Regions from separate parts of the Drosophila melanogaster genome. Here region 1 is linked to region 2. Evidence: chromatin contacts called from public targeted proximity ligation data. All regions are on one chromosome and are shown on one strand. The core of a region is the stretch at or near the end of the contact, and the rest is flanking DNA. Distances in the headings are between cores, read along the strand shown.

The links.
Region 1: a targeted proximity ligation map of the Kc167 cell line shows a contact between it and region 2, with 4 times the contacts expected there. A contact is called at or near these places in 6 of 107 Hi-C or Micro-C datasets (the Kc167 cell line, the OSC cell line, embryo and 1 more) and 2 of 7 datasets of targeted methods (both in the Kc167 cell line).

Annotation. Positions count from the first base shown.
Region 1 is chr3L:18,231,900-18,237,500 of dm6, reverse strand. lncRNA:CR45937 (long non-coding RNA:CR45937) reads left to right here and starts at 2,741. Exons shown (of 1, transcript NR_133264.1): 1 at 2,741-3,255.
Region 2 is chr3L:17,980,227-17,985,919 of dm6, reverse strand. It overlaps lncRNA:CR45921 (long non-coding RNA:CR45921), which reads left to right and starts at 4,079. Exons shown (of 1, transcript NR_133261.1): 1 at 4,079-4,599. All of the region lies in intron 4 of Eip75B (Ecdysone-induced protein 75B), which reads left to right.

The sequences.
Region 1 (5,601 bases), core at 1,492-3,991, 250 kb before region 2:
TTATGTTGTTGAAAACCCGTCAGCATTTGCAACAATATCATTTTTAATGGAAGATAAGAACCATGGGAACCCATTCATTATTTCGAAATCTTCGATCTACATAGTATAATTTTAGCTCTCCGCTCGCAGAACACAGAGTATTGTATCTAGTGTGTATTGCTTGATTTTCAGGTGATCGCTTTGGGCATAAATTTGCCATAATATTGTATCAATTTGGCTTTTGTGTTAATTTGTGTGTGGATCGGTAAATCATCTCGAGGCGTTAGTTTATTGGTCGCGTTGACTTTTGCTTTGATATAGTCTCGGATTTGATGCCCCTTTTTATGGTGGGCGCAATTATCCAGGCCCCAAATCCCGGTAACTGTGCTTTAATGCGCCCCATAAATTGTGGGACATTATGACACGAGCAATAATCCCGATTCCATCTGCAGTCCACACCTCAGCATGCATTTCATTATAAATAGGTTAAGATGCTAAATTTACTGGACATAAAAAGCTGAGAGGAGCCGAGCAGCTCGCACACATATAGCCACATAAACCTTTAAACCTAAACACGCACTTAAGTCATAAAAAAAAAACCAACAACAGCAACTAAGACGAAAAACATGACATTAAATTGCATGAGGTTAAGCAGCGCAGAAGAAGAAGAAGCAGCCGAAGAGGAGAAAAAATAATAATATTGTCTATAGAACCCAGCACAGGTGTTCAGTTGCCGCTGCAGCAGCCATGCACATAAAAAACCAGCAGAAAAAAACACACAACAAACTTAAAATCAAGTTTCAAAGATTCAACGACGTCGACGGCACTTGAACGGCCCCAACGCTGAACTGAGATGAAAATATATACGATTGCGGTCAAGATATTAGGGAATACAGGCAAGTCCTTCTGTCCAAAACGCGCATTTGATCACTTTTATAAATATTTGTTAAGAGGATTTTTATTCCAATTTTTTTATTTCAAATTGAAATTATTTAAAACTTTTATATTATACGAATATATTGAACTATTAATGCTACACATTATACATATGTTTTTAAGGGCTCTACTCTACTAATAAGCAAATTGAAATAGCACAATTAAATAATTTAAATTTACTTTGCTCTATCATCTTGACCGCAGGTGTGGCAGGAGCGAGATGGCAAGCAACCTTTAAATGCGGGCCGAGCAGCATCCAAACGTGATGCGATCGAAGGAATGGTGAGGGGGAATTCATGGGGGCAGGGATGTGTGGTGGGGATATAGTAGAGCCAAACCCAAGTCGCGATCAAGCCGTGCAGGCAGCAACTTGTCGAGACTCGCCCCCATACCCTTGGACGGACTCAAGTGCCTGACTGCCTGATTATGATCGGATCGGAGTGGTGCGCTATATGAGCTGCTCCCGCTGCTAATGCACTGAGAGAAGTCACCTCTATCCTACTTCCCTACAAATATGGCGCACATTGGGTTGACAACTAGCAACAATACACTTTTTGACACATTCTTCAATTTAAGCATACTATTTGCTGCGAAAGCCCTTTAAAGTGACAGAAAAGATTTAATTTTCAATCATATTTAGGTTAATTGTTTTAAGTGTAGGCCTGCTGCCGAGGAGTTGGTGCCTGTCTGCGTGTGTAATAAACATAATGATAATGCCCGCCGCTGTCCGAGTGGTTTGGCTGCCTTCTGCAGCTACCGTGGATGTAATTTACACTTACACTGCGGCTCAACGGTTTCTTTTTTTTTTGGGGCGGGGGGGGCCAAAGGGGCTGGCACTTCGGTCTTAGAGCCGAAGAAATGACACACTTTGGTAGAACCCACATCCAATAACTGCTAACTGATTCCGTTTGCTTTTCCTGGGTTGTGGGTAAAAACCATAAGCGAACGTGATCGAATGGAAAGCCCTCTGGCGGTCATTAGCCGAAGTTCGCTTAAAAGTAAAAGCCATCTGGCGTTTGTAAAAAGGGTAGGAAGTGGGCCTAATGTTCTAGGCTCCGAATAATGGGAGCGGCTTAATACAGTAGGCACTCTAATTGGTGAAAACCTATACTTAGGATAACTAATGCGAAGACGTTGATGCTTAAATCAAAAGAAAATAAAAACATCTTTATTTAAATTGAAAACTGAATTTACCGAGCAGTACCAATATTATTTTCCTTTTTTGTTTCCAATACTTTTTGCAGTCCGTACTGTACTTCTTGTTAAATTATTGCGCAATACCATAAACTCTAGTATATTCATTCCGCTGCATACAAATCAAATCATATTACCCTACGATTTTTAAGAAATATTGCCAAAACCGGGGCACAAATTAAACCAATATAAGCAACGCCCAACGAAGCAGGCCCTACTAAAACCTTGATTTAACCCTTGGGGCGGGCACTCAAAATGGATCGGAACTGAAATGAAACCAGCGAAAAAAGTCGAGAAACGAAGTGGTAAGCAAAACCAGCAGCTGAGTCCCTCAGGCGGCAGTTAATCAACAGTTTTTATGCAAAACTACTAAAGCACACACCACAAAAAAAAAAGTTCAGAAACCAGAACAGGGAAATGAAAAGCGAGCAATAACCCAGGCAGGCAAAAAAACAAAAAAAAAAAAAAAGATGAAGAAAAGCCAAAACGCACACCTCAAGTCCCCAAAACAAGTCAATATGATCGATCGTTTGCTTGATTAAGCCTAATTGAAAACGAAACTGCGGAGAGCCAGAGAATGGAAAGAACCTAAGGAGGAGAGCACCTACCTTCATGCTATCCCCGATCCGATATGATCGGATCCCCGCAGTCATGATCGCTTGCCTGGTTCTTCGGTCGGTCCGGTTCGGTTGGAGCGGTTTGTTCGGTCAGTGGAAATCCGAAATCGGTGGAAACCCACCAGACGGGCCCCACAACTTACTACAAGAATTTTGAAATCAAAACAAAAACGTAAAAGATCAACGCACAAAAAGAGCGCGCCACTGAATTTTGGCGGGAGACTACTGTACCGCTGGATCGGCGAGAATCAGTTGAACAAAACAAACCGATAAAACCGGAGGAGCCTGTAGTAGGCGTAGCCACTGCGCTGGTGGTGGTGTGGCGTGTGTAGAAGATCGAGAAGAACAACAAAATCAAAAAAGAAAACTGGTCAACTTAATCAAAGAGCGGAGAATCCAGAAGATTTGCTGCTCACAGATCTCCAAAGAGCACGACATTTTCAGAGAAATGCAGTCTTACATCGACGAAGAGACGCAAAGAGCAGCAAAGAGACGGAGCGACCGACCAGTGTTGCCGTGCAGCAGGTGGAAAATCAGAGAGCCAGATATCAAAACAAATTTCAAGCTGCCACGAAATACTGCTATCACGAGGAACTTGGCTTCAGAATTATTTATCTTGGAAATATTTAAATACATATGTATATTTAGGAAGATCTTAACTTAGGCTTATCAAATGTCTACCAAAGAACTTACACTAGATACATATTAGAAGACATTTAAAAATTTAAAATATGAGCATAATCTTTTAGTGTATAATTGTGAAATTAGTGAATATGAACATAACAAGCAATTTATACAAATATCCGTTATTTAAATGCAAGTGTTGGATAATAAAAATATTGCCTGATCGATTTCAACAACTATCCGCGGTCGGGCAATTAAGGAACCCTTAATTAATGGTCAATTAAGTACCTTCAACACATGTGTCAGTTGATAAGGAACTTTGGTGGCGGAACCTTTAGCACGGCCACAATTTTCCGCAAGTGAGGCGACCAGAGTCTCTCTACCGGTTTTTTTATTTGGTTTTTTCTCCCCTTTTTTTTTTGTCAACGAGAAAAAAGCGCGCCAAAATGATGCTCCTACTGGGGATTTATAGTCCTTCCTATGTATGTTGGGTGCCATAAAACCTGAAAAAGGACTGAGCGGCGTGCGGACAAGGTGGAATAAAGAAAAGGCTGCGTTTCCACTGGGGAGAGTGTAATAACCCCAAACGGACCCTCGATCCGTCTCCCTTTCTCTTTCTCTTCGTGTCTCTTTCTGGCTGAATTAATTTCACAGCAGAAGCGGAAAGGAGAAGGCCGACGAAGAAGGGAATAGCCGAAAGGAGGAGAACGAGAAGAAAACCAGGCAACGTTACTTGTTTCTTGAAGGGTCCACACGATCGCCCCACGACGTCAATTTGCAAGTTCTTCTTGGAGCCACAGAAACTCAGGCTGCAACTGCGAGGAACCCTCGCTGATTCGTAGCAGAGAGGGTCGATCGAAAGGTACTCGGTGATGGGAATAGTTTGAAGGTCCTTAATTCCCTTGACGGTAGAAATTTTAAAATATTATAAAAAATGGGGCCAATCGACGGTTAGTCAGCAAATAAGAGATGTACTTCTTTTACGATGTTACAAAACTTTCAAAACTACGGAGCAAGAAAGAAAAAATATATCTTAAATTAAAAAAAAAATAAAAACAAAGAAGGTTAAAGTGTAGAAACGTTATGTCTATAAGAACATACATGTATGTTACACATAAATAGTCTTCTGAACTAGTTTGAATCGTTGTTAACACTGTTGTGGAAATGAATCCTCTTAATCGCCATGAAAAGTTCAATGGACCCTCGCAAAGTGCGCAACATTTTGCGGACCGGGTTTGTAGTAGGTAAGCCGTGTTCCTCTTGTGTTTTGATTTTACGGCACAGATGTTTTATTTGCCACAACACACACGCACACAGCAACAAAAAAAGGAAGACAGGAGGGATGGAGCAATCCGAGGAGCGAGCAATCTTCTGTTTACCCTGCCACAGTCTTTCCTCATGATCCTCCACTTCGTGCCTTTTAATGCCTTTAATCCTAGCAAATAATACAAAGGAGAGAACTCTAGGACAAGTGTATGGAGGAATACGAAAAAAGGCTGAAAAGTGGGGAGAACATATAATATACACCGCTAGAAATCGAGGACTTTTCAAAATGCAACAATTACACAGTAGACTATAGAATAAACCTTAAATTTACTTGGTTATATTTAAAGGACCATATCTATGCTACAATATATTTAAAATATCCAATGATAAAGTTGCATTTTCTAAATAATTTACAGCTGGATTTTCAATGATTTTGAATACATGCTGACTTTTTAAATTTGACAGAACTCAAATTAAGTATACGTAAGGCCGTAAGATCTATTGTCTTTCTCCAGTTCAAAATTTAATGGATTACCTCACTAAGATTTTCTCTCTGTGCAGACGACTGTCAGAGGCTTGGGGACTCGACCTGGGACGTGTCTCTGTTTCTGTCCCTGGCATAAAACAGAAAGTGTGCAACACACGCTCTTGAAGCCAAGCAAAAGAGGAGGATCACCATTGCCAACGGTGGCGAGGGGCGGCCAGATCCATGTGGTTGTGGTTCCAACTACGATTGCAGTGAACTTCTAGCCCAGAGTCATTGAACTTGTCCTGGGGACTGGAGTGACTCTGGCTGCGACTGCGGCTCTACCACGATATCAACACTGGGATCATCATGATCGTCTTTGGCCACTAGTATGGTACGCTCATGATGAGCGTGGTTCGTGGCACACACACAGAGCAGTGGCTTTGTCCCCAGCTGTACCATTACCACACAGAACCACACTCTGAGTACCACTTCGCCTCCAACTTCTAATCCGACTCC
Region 2 (5,693 bases), core at 2,830-5,329:
ACAATATATAGAAGGCAGAATACATACAAAATATACAGAATGCACTCCTAACCTTACTGGTAAATCAAAAATCAAGTTAGTTTCTTTAAACAGTAGGAGTATCATAACTTAAGTAGCCTTCCAAACGGTTCAACCTTTTTCCTAACAAACTTCCTCTTTCCATTGCAGGTAAGCTTTTGATTTTGATTCGCTCCGCTCATTTCCCCAGACCACCCGATAATTTTCATTGTAAGTACCGCCCTGAACAGGCCTTCAATTATCCCTAAAACAAAATGTGCGCCCTTCCTTCCCCCAACTAATTGATTTATGTGGCCGCCGCATTTTGAGGCGCGATAAGCAGCACGAAGTATGCCCCAGAGCCAAAAGCCAACCTCCAGTCAAGCAGTCCAATCCAATTCAATCCGAACCCGAATCGCGGAATCCGCGGTAGTAACAATGCAAGTTTGTTGAGCACGCGAAGCGAATGGGGAATGAAGTTCGGAACGGTTTGGTAGTCGAAAAAGAACCACAAAGAAAAACCTTGCAACTGGCCGGCAGGCGTTTAGCTTTAACTGATTTTGCTGCTGCCTCTTTTTTTCTTTTCTGGTTTTTATTTTATTTTTTTTTTTGCCGCCGCTTGTGTACTAACCTCGGACAAGCGGCCAAACATTGCGGCGCAGCTCGTAATCCTTCTGGCTACCTAACGGTTACTGGACGCGGTCAAAGACCGCTCCAACTGCCTCCCAGTAGCGCAGCTGCTGCCCTGGGTTTCCCCCGTCTATTCCCCCCCATGAAGTGCCCCTTCCCACTCACTGTTTTGGCCAGGTTTTGATAGCAATGGTCATGCCACGCACGTTTCGCTGTTAGTTTCCAGTTGCCAGGCAGCAAAGGCCCACGGGCAGAGACCACAAAGTAGCCTGGGAATGCAAGGGGGAGTACGAAATGGGCAATCAGTTAAGGAGATGGAGGGCGGATCGAGAAGTTATCATGTGCTGCAGTACTTAAAGCAGTAGCTAGTTAACAAGTGTTATTATGTAATAATATTTTTCATAATTATGCCATGATCAAGCCATGCATTTAATAACAACTTTTTAAAATAAGTAGGTAAATTTGGAATTAAATATCAGAATGCTGAGAGGACTAAATTCTAAATAAATAGAATTTAGACTACATAAAAGCACGACGTTCTTTGAAGTTCTTACTTACTCCTTGAAATATTTGTACATCCTCGGCCATTTTTTTAATCGCTTTTTATAAACAAAAAACTTTCAATGTGTGTTATTTTCCTAAGAAATATTTGATTTATATGCCCATTATATCGACTACACATCTTCTCAATAATATATTTGACATATTCTCTTATTTATGATCAGATTTAACTACCCAAAATGGTTTTTATTACGCCTCACTTCCACAACCTAAGTCCGCTTGAATTTCATTGAAAACTCTTGACTCCAACCCGTGGAAAATTGTGCGTAAAGTGCGTGACTAAGCCCACCGCCGAGCACCGTTCCCGTTTTCCCGGTGGAAAAGTGGGGGGCGCTGAGGCCAAAACCCTCTCAGGCGTTAAACAACGTTTTGTTTTGGCCACAAATCTCAGACACTCCATGCCGACTGCCGCATGTTGCATGATAATTATGCAACCCGGCTGTGTGCTGCAGGCCAAAAAACATCAGCAACGGGCCAACAGAGTGGCCCCGCCTCCTCGAACCACCTCGAACCATTTCGTCCTCCCCTCATTTTCCTCTGCATCTAATTTTCGTAGTCGTTGCACGCGCTTTCATTGCATGCGTGTGCACTGCAATCCCCCTTCCCACGCCCCTTTAACCCGCTCTCGTGGTTGGGGGCATGCCAAATGGCACTAACTCATTTCCGTCACAAATTCTATGAATGTGTAGCCGGCCCGCCCCTCGGGTGCCACTATTTTTATGGCAATTAATGTGGAACAGGCAGTTTTGGCCTGGTCAACGCTGCGTATGAGTAATCTAATATTTGCCCTGCCCCGTATAGAATTTTAGCTTTTGCCGTTTCTGCACTCTCGCATTGCTCATAATGTGGCTTTCGTTGGCTTTACGGTTGCATTTACGAATCCATATGGGCGTGTCAAGCGGAGGCGGGCAATGCTAACGCACACAGTGCGTATGGATAATATTATAGATAGATAGGCATATACATAATTGGGTTCCGAATGGAGTGATAGAGTGGCAGCAGGCAAGCCGTATCAAAAAGCCATGGAATTACAAATTATTTATTGCTTTTCCATACTTTTATTGGCTGCAAATAATATTTGGCGAAGCTTAGCTGCATTTATTAACTGCATATATTACAGCATAACAGTTTTTGTTAGTTAACTCGAAAGAGATCCATCCTTTGTTTTAGAAAGTTCGTGCAGTTGCCCAATCATTAAAAAGTTATATTTTGGCCCATTATTTTTAAAGAGGCCCTATTGTCCTTACACACGATTATGTCATTGAGCGACGTTTGGCATTTTTTCCTGGTTGTCTCAGCAGTCCGTTTAATAGCTCCCAACATGGAGACCCTTAAGGCTCGATCTGAAAACAACACCTTGCCTCATTTAATGGTGTCGTGCCGTGTCGTGTCGAATCGAATCGAATTGAAGTCGCCTCATGTCAGTCAGGGGCTGTTGTCATAACCTCAAACATGCAACAGACATCTGAAGACAACAAAAAATCCTAGCGAAAATGTCAAGCCGAGTGGAGTTTTGCAGTTTTCAGCAGAATAAGATCAAGCCGCTGGTAATTTATGTTGACTCTGAAAAAAAATCGAATGTAAGACAATTTGAGATAGATTTTTTCTTTTTCGGTACTTCGCGTTGTGCGAAACTCGTTCGGCAGCCTTCAGAAATCCGCAGCACGTACCTTGTTAGCCAGCCCGTACAATCACCTCAACAGAGTTGTCCAAAAGCCCCCCACACAGGCCCCGTGGAAATGGGAAAACGTGACTCGATGGCGGACCCCAGTCAAGTAGATGGAATTGCATTTAATGGGCCCAAGCCTAACCGAACTGAAACGAACCGAGCCGCGCCGATTTTGCCCAGGCATTAAGATCTCACTGTTCTCCTCTACAATTCAAATTCAAAATCGCAATTGATTTCGCTGGGGCTTCGTCTGTTACGTTTGATATTTGAATTTCGAGCCGACACCAATCCATAGGCATTAGGTCCAAGAAAATTTGTATTTTTCGACAACAAATTGAAAAATCAAGCGGCGCTCTCAAGTGGGTGACACATGCAACGAGTCATTCAACTTGAGCGCAATTAATTCATTGAAATCGATGCAGAAACAACATATCAAAGCACTTCAATTATTTGATTGACTCTAGTAACTCGGCTTCTAGTTGAGTTACCAAGGTGTTTTAGCTATTGAATGGGCGCATGAAACACCTTTTTTGAGCGTTTTTTTTTTGTTTTGAGTTGAGTGCCTAATAAAGTGCCTAAGAACCGCCAATAAACTGAAGTTATGTTCTTAGGCATGACATGATCTCATATTTGTGGGTTCATAAAAATAATATGAATACGACGCTATAAAATTTCAAAAATTCCTAATCCCTCATTTTCCTCAGACATTCGCATAACAATTAATTTGGCGGCTAACCCATTTTTTTGTTTTACAGGCGCACAGAAATACTCCGCCAAATAAGTTTGAGTCGGTTTTTTTTTCGGCTTTTCCCTAGTTTTCCAACATGAATTTCATCTAATAATAAAATTGTTTCGAGTGCGAGTGCGGCGACAAATCGTTTTTCAAATGCCTAAAATTCGTGTTTCCGTCAGAGAGCTGTCAGAATAAGTCCCAAAAAAATTAAAAATAAAAGAGCAGAACGACGCGACGTTGTCAGGAATTCACTTGAGAGGCGAAGACTATTTTTAATTGCTTTTAATTAACAGAACCTACAAAATTTTAAGTGACAAGCATAATAATTCTTGCTGCAAGTGTGCGTGTACGTGAGTGCTTGGGTGTGTGTGAGTGTGTGTGTCATTAATGCAATTATTTCGACAGCACAAATGTGCCAGAAAAAAGACGAAAAAAAAGAGGTAAGACGAGCAAAATGCAAAGGAGTCTTTTTTTCGGCAAAGGCATTTTCGCCTGTGTTGTGGGTCACACAGAACATCCGAAGTAGATAAGAAAACGGCTGCCAAGTAAAAGGCAGTCGCATGAAAAGCAAAGGAAAGAGAGAGAGAGACGAATGCAAAATATGCCGCTATACCAAGTGCAATGAACTTTGGGTGGGCGCCGCTGCCAGCGGAAAACTCTGCTGCCGCTCAAAAGCGACGACAAAACAGCGATGGAAAAACGACGACAGAACAGCACGGCACAGCACAGAACTCAACTGAAAAGCCAAGCAAAGCAAAAGCACAGCAAATGCACAGCAAAAGCAACGAAGTCAAGCAAGTTCTAGTTGAGGCAGGCCACCAAAGACCGAAGAACTGCGAAGAACTCGGGCCCAGACCAAAAACAGAGCATGCATGTCATTATAAAAGTCTAGAAATATCGTTTGGACACTGGAAAAAAATATGCAGTCCGAACATAGAGGCAGCGAAATGCTAAACAAATTATTCTACATATAGCTTTCCAGTTATAAAATTGTATGAATCAATAAAGCAAAAAGCCTATTGATACGTATTAAACAAATCAAATGCTGATAAACGGAATATTGTGGGCTAAACTAACTAAACAGTAACACAGTAACAGTTGCTTTACAAAGCTTCCACACACGAAATTCTTTCGGTGCATTTGTATTTGTATGCCCACTGATTAGGCTTGAAGATTTACAGCTAATCTATATTTTAGAATTGTGCTCGTGGAGGGGGTGTTGGCCGCGGGATGTACCCTAATCCAAGAACCATGCCCCTCTGCTAGCAAACCTCTCCAAGCAAACCCGTTGCGGCGTGCCTCCTCGTTTGCGGTTGGGTTTATTGAACCCGCCGAATTGGGTTAGCGTAGGTTAGCTTGGGTTAGGTTAGTTACTCGCCGCCTGCTGCGTTTTTGTATCTGTGTGCTAGTGCGCGCGTATCTGTGTGCGAGTGTGCTTGTTCTAAAATTGTGAAATGCGATAACGACTAACGCTGACTAACACCATACGAACGAGCGTAGTACATATGAAGTTGCTGCCGCGCAGTTCTTGTTGCTTTTGTGGGCTTTGATTTGGTTTAATTGCCCAAGGAATCGCGGGATGGGGTTGGAGGCAAGGCAAACAGTTCGGGTTGCAAATGGGCAGGTGAAGTGGAGCCAGCCTGTCGAGAGGGTTCCCAGTGCTGCTCGGAATCAAAGTTCCATAGCTATGCACTTATGCAGGGTTCCGTGCGGAGTTCTAGTGGCTTCTCGCTTTTGATGGGAGTTGTGATAAGTGGCGGGGTCTCTATGATTGAGTACCTCAAATGGTGGAAATGGCTCGAGATGGTGCGGATAAGATTGCCCGTTGTTAATTGGGCTCTATGTTTTCTGTGGTTTTTTTATTTCAAAAGATCCTAACTAGGCTAGTTGCATTTGAAGTCAGTTTAGCTTGGAATGGGTTGGGATTTGCTTGAGTTGGATTTATTTGTATTCAGTTTAATTTAATTGGTGAAGAAGGTATTTCTTTTTGATTATTCTGGTTGTTTCTCGGAGTTTTGGCCTTAAGATGAGAGGGCAAGAGCAGGTAGAATATTGATATTGATTTATTTTAAACATGGCAATATCTTAATTTTTTAATTATTT